2 separate regions of the Zea mays genome follow, and region 1 is linked to region 2. A link is a contact called in public Hi-C data. All regions are on one chromosome and are shown on one strand. The core of a region is the stretch at or near the end of the contact, and the rest is flanking DNA. Distances in the headings are between cores, read along the strand shown.

The links. A called contact is a pair of places that touch in the nucleus more often than the background predicts.
Region 1: a Hi-C map of tassel shows a contact between it and region 2, with 2.0 times the contacts expected there. The contact joins the promoter of LOC103636663 here to the promoter of LOC103636659 in region 2. A contact is called at or near these places in 3 of 25 Hi-C or Micro-C datasets (ear, leaf and tassel).

The regions. Positions count from the first base shown.
Region 1 is chr8:181,467,993-181,470,692 of Zm-B73-REFERENCE-NAM-5.0, forward strand. LOC103636663 (CASP-like protein 4A2) reads right to left here and starts at 1,304. Exons shown (of 3, transcript XM_008659014.4): 1 at 622-1,304; 2 at 67-475. The coding sequence starts at 1,253. It overlaps LOC541865 (kinesin-related protein16), which reads right to left. Exons shown (of 21, transcript XM_020543377.3): 18 at 2,626-2,700; 19 at 2,412-2,523; 20 at 2,114-2,214; 21 at 1,687-2,004. The coding sequence ends at 1,934.
Region 2 is chr8:181,288,104-181,290,803 of Zm-B73-REFERENCE-NAM-5.0, forward strand. It overlaps LOC103636659 (golgin-84), which reads left to right and starts at 1,432. Exons shown (of 21, transcript XM_008659009.4): 1 at 1,432-1,606; 2 at 1,907-1,987; 3 at 2,073-2,122; 4 at 2,214-2,700. The coding sequence starts at 1,579. LOC103637586 (probable calcium-binding protein CML9) reads left to right here. Exons shown (of 2, transcript XM_008659745.2): 2 at 19-506. The coding sequence ends at 506.

The DNA.
Region 1 (2,700 bases), core at 54-2,553, 180 kb after region 2:
TCAACCACAACCATTTTATGCTATGTGAACAAAAGCAATGCATAACATAAGAGTATAAAAGTGTACCTTGTCATTCATTGTCTTTCCACTTTCATTCTTCCTTTGTATGGCTTCATAGTAACTTTGGAAAAGACTTACTTCCTTTTGGATTATACCCCATCGATGACGCAATGAAGAGCAATTGCGATCTGATTCAAATGTTAAATTGACATGATAATACTTTTCAATTCTTTCCCAAAATCTGCTATCTTTTTGGTCCCTTCCAGCAGTAGGATCTTTGCTAACATTGAGATACACTGACAACAATAGAATGTCCTCATCATCAGTGAAATTTTTTGAGCGGCCCTTTGGTTTTGTCTGGGAATTCATATTAGCTACAAGAGGATCAACTTGCACGCAATCCTCCAAGCCTAAATTATCTGTATCATCTTGGTTCATCAGATTCCTATAGTAGTTATCTTGGGAGGGTAGTATGCTGCACAAAATTAAGATATACCTATTTTCATCAGTTATCTTGGGAGGGTAGTATGCTATTGTACTACTTTATGATTATCTGCTTCATTGTTTAAAAATCAATTTGCTTGTATGTAATTGTTTAACAGATAAAGTAAAAATACGCACTTGTAATCAGGAAGCATCCACGAGGCATCAATGCTGTTGTCCAGAGGGTTTTGCACAGATGCAGCTGCCGACAAAGCTTCAGGTTGTGCATGTGTTGCATGACTGTCGTTCGTGGGGCTGCGACGATTATCTTGTGACGATGGATGCCAGCCTCCAGAAATCGTACCTATGGCGGCATTCAATGCAGACCGACGGGATTTTGGCGCTGGCCTTCGGTCCATCGCGCTAGAATCCGAGGAGGCACGGAGAAGATGCAACTGCGACGGCGAACTCACGGGGCGACGGGGAGGTGCAGCGACGCTGGGCAGGTAAAGACGAGGAACTCGCGGCGCTCTGCAGGCGACTGCAACGACGAACTCGCGGGCAGGGCAGGGTGGTGCCGGTGGCAGGGCAAGGAGTCGGCCACTGCGACGGCGAACTCGCGGGCAGGGTGGGGCGGTGCCGGTGGCAGGGCTCGCGGGCCGGTTGTAGGTACTCGGCGCTGGGGGAGGGGCAGGGCGGGCCGGTGCCGGTTGCAGGGAGTCGGCGCTAGGGGAGGGGCAGGGCGGTGCCGGTTGCAGGACAGGGAGTCGACGCTGGGGGAGGGGCAGGGCATGGGTTCGAACCCCACCTCCTGCATCGTTTTTTAACATTTTACGCTGATTTAATCAAATTGGCCGATGGGCTAACGGGCTGACCGACACAGTCAGCAGGCCGAGATGACGTGTCTGGGCCAGAGTTGTGGCCCGCGGGCGTCTGGCTCGTGCCGAGCCGCCGTTTTGCCATTTATAGGTGTGGCCAACGGGCTAACAAGCTGGCCCGGCACAGTTAGCAGGCCGACATGACGTGCCTGGGCCAGAGTTGTGGCCCACGGGCGTCTTGCCCGTGCCGGGCCGCCGTTTGGCCATTTATAGGCGTGGCCGACGGGCTGGCTCGGCACAGTCAGCAGGCCGACATGATATGCCTGGGCCAGAGTTGTGGTCCGCGGGCGTCTGGCCCGTGCCGGGCCGCCGTTTGGCCATTTATAGGCGTGCAACAGATTAATTTGAGATAGCTGTGAGAGGTTATCTGTAAAAAGATGACGTGGGACGACCGTTGAAACTGGTGCTTTAAGTATAGTATAGATAAAAAGTTGATGATGGTCAGTAACATAGTCGATAACTAACGTGATGGTCAGCAGGGCTGAGAAACCAACCTCATGGCGTCCAGCTCATACAACATCCAGCCTACAGTCGGCTGCTCATCATGGTGATGACAAGTGAACCCGTTACAGTGACATCGTCACATACCCCCATCAACATGGCAAATCCTAGATGATGGAATCTTTATTTCTCTACCGCCTCTTAGGGGGTTTCACTAAAGATCCTCCTGTCGCCTGGCTTCCTCCTGTAGATGTCGTGCGACCTGTAGATGATGGAATGCTCGCAAATTGTAAAAGCATTGATCAGCTACTGGACAATTGGATTTGATACCAGGTAGTACTGCCTACTAGTGGTCCACGTTTCTAATGTACCTGGTGGTTTCAGAGCAGACTCCCTTGGTTTTGGTTTGGAGTTTGCAGGCTGTCCATTCTTTGTGTGGAATAGCCTGGCTATCCTTGATGGGGCCTTCTGCCTGTAATTGTAGAGCATAGTTTAAACAGCAGGACTCGTTACTGAAAGGGGAAAAGGAAGATTGTTTGCTGCTGACACATGTAACGAAAGAATTTATTGGGAGCCCAACAGATTGTAACTAGTATGTGACATTGAATTCAAAAAAGAAATGATGGTAAGGAATAAGAGATGTGGAAAGTTGAGATGTTGGCAACATACATCCGTTCTGCTGTCGCCTCTGAAGCACCACCTACTGAATACTCGGTTCCTGCTACTGAGCAGCCATCATCAGACATGTTATCTTCACATTCGGCTTCACTTGATCCAGTCCCTATATATTAGAGAGTGAAGCGTGTCCATTACTGATCCCATTCACCACAGAATGATTTTGAGGGCATAATGAAATTCTGTCACTAGAACATAACTCCCTTACCTGATAGTCGCCGGATCTGTTGGCGACTGTCATTTCTATCTATTGATGAACCTGGAGATTTGGCTTTGTTCTTCA
Region 2 (2,700 bases), core at 182-2,681:
CGGCCAGTGGGCTTGCAGGTCGCATCGCCACGGGTGAGCTCGTGACGGCGCTGTGCTCCCTGGGCCAGAACGTGGACGAGGCGAAGGCGCGGCGCTTCCTGGAGGACGCGGTCGCCACGGGCGCCGGCGACATCGACCTCGCGGCGTTCCTGGCCGTGGCGGCGCGCAAGATGGGCGCCAGGCAGTCGGAGGCGCGCCTCGCCGAGTGCTTCGACGTGTTCGACGACGCCTGCAGCGGGTCCATCCCCACGGAGCAGCTGCGGCAGGTGATGGTGAGCCACGGCGACCGGCTCACGGAGGAGGAGGGATTGCGGCGGGGTCGCGGGCGAACGGACTGCGGCGGTTTTTGCAGCGGGCGGAGGGAGGCGGGGGCAGTCTACAATAGAGACTTAATAGTTAGTAGAGACTACCGCGCCATGTCAGCACACCCTCTCGCTCTGCAGCGGTTCCCCCTATACCATTCCTTTAGGCTGCCCACACCGGAGAGCTGGAAATGGAACCCGTAAATTTTTGCAATAGCTGGAGGCCTGCAGCGGTGACTGTAAATCCAACTCTATCTTCTCTCTCCAGCACTGCGGACGCCAAATACAGCGCTCGTGATCGCCTACGCTAAATGCTGCTGCTCTCTCTCGCCGGAGCAGAGGTGGGCCCAGGGACGGGACAGCAGCGCCTGCCTGCTCTGCCTGCTGGTGGACCCAGGGACGTATAGGGTGGATATATAGGGTAATCGTGACCGCGGAGAATTGTTGGATAGAGTAGAGAATCTCACTGACCAGGATGGAATATTCCTTTTAGGGTAGAGAAATAGGGTAGTATGAGTGCGGATAGCCTTATACCCCACTACAAACATAAAATATCAATTTTCATACACATTCATCATCTATTAATATTTTTTCACCACTGATAAATACCGGCGTGCACAAATATCAAGACAAGGGGGCCATTTGACGCGCCCCTTGATCTGGCGGCCGGCTGGGCATTCCCCCACTACTGTAGCACATGTAGAGGGCACCGTTAAAGTGGATACCGGTGCTCTGTAGCCTCCAAATTCGGTACTGTGCAAGGGGAGGGGGCACCGTTGAAGACGGTCTCAGGCCCTCCCTCCGGTGGAATTGAACAGAAAGCCAGAAGCCTCTATCACTGTTCATATTTGCTTTAGGTTTTAATAGGTGAAGAAAAAATGTTAATATATGATAAATATGGTTGGATAATAATATTTTATAGTTGTAGTGGGAGTATATGGAGAGAATATAAGGGTAACCATTGTGGAAGATAAAATAATAGGGGATAAAATGTTGGTAATGTGACGCAAAAAGTAATATATAGGAAAAAATTTAGAGAAAACTACTACATAATCTAATGTCAAATATGTAAAATGACTTTTGAAGAGTTGCTTGACAAATAGTTAATTTTTCCTTTTTTTTCTCTCGAATCGTTAGGTGGTGGCCTGGTGGGTTTGGATCGATTTTGGTTTTACGGCTTCACCCGCTGCCGTGGCCGGAGATCTCACATCACTACACCAGCCAATTTTATCAAGCTCGCTCGCCGTCACACTGCGCCACCAGCGGCGATCCCGCCATGGCCTCCTGGCTCAAGGTCGCCGAAGGTACGAAACCCCGACGGCCCAACCTCCCTCGCACTACTCGTCGCCCACACAGATCCATCCCTCTGCGTCGGCGAAGATATGCCGTTCTCCTCTCAATCCCACAACTCTCGTACTTTCCCCGCGCTGATTACTCCGTGAGACTAGTATTGCCTCCATCTGTGGTAGGTGTGCTCTGTTTGATCATATTCTGCCCGCCTAATTGCACCTAACTGAAACCCAGCACTGTTTCCGTCTGCTTGATTGCACCGTGAGGAGTTTGCTATAAGGAATCTGAGCATGGTGATCATTTTTTGGTAATAGACTTGCTCGAAGTCGTCGACCGGAGGGCCAAGATCGTGGCAACAGAACTGTCGGATGAGCAGTCTACCTCTCAGCCTTCAGGTAGCGTGCCTCCTTGGTTTACACGTGCCCATTTAGCCATTTGGCAGGTAGTTTAATCTCTGCTTGTTGATGCTTGTTTGTGAAGGACCAAACAACCAAGAAGTGCAAGCAAAGAAGGGAAAGCCGAGGGAGAAGGTCACTACTTAACAGCCTTCTTGAGCATACTTGTTTCTTTACATACCACACATGAGTCATCGTTCAAGCTTTGGCATTAATTTTTTTGCAGGGTCCATTGAAGCTCACTAATGCCGATGGTGGCAACAAGATATCTGCTCAGAAGGAAAAGAGGAGTAGGCAACGGCCGCGAGAGCGGATGAAGATCGAGAAGATCAGGCCTTCGCCACCTGCAGGTTCATCAAGTGTTGATACCAGTGCTAGTGAACCAGAAGTCACTCCGATCGATGTTAAGGAAGTGGGTAATGAGGGTACATTGGAGAAAGGAGAGAAAGGTACTGATGGCCTTAAGACTGATGGGTCTGGGATTGTTAATACCATGGTTGAAGTTCAACTGATGCAGAAAAACTCTGACAATGCCACTCTGGATGGTGTTACACATACCAATTCAGAGATTGCTGTTGAAAGCTATTTTTCAGTTATGGATGCAAAAAGTGAGTCGAGCAGCAGTAACCAGACTTCCGAGATTGGTTCAGTGATTAATTTGGAGGAGAGAGACTCTACTGTGGCTGTTATCCAGGACACAAATGCGTCTGAAT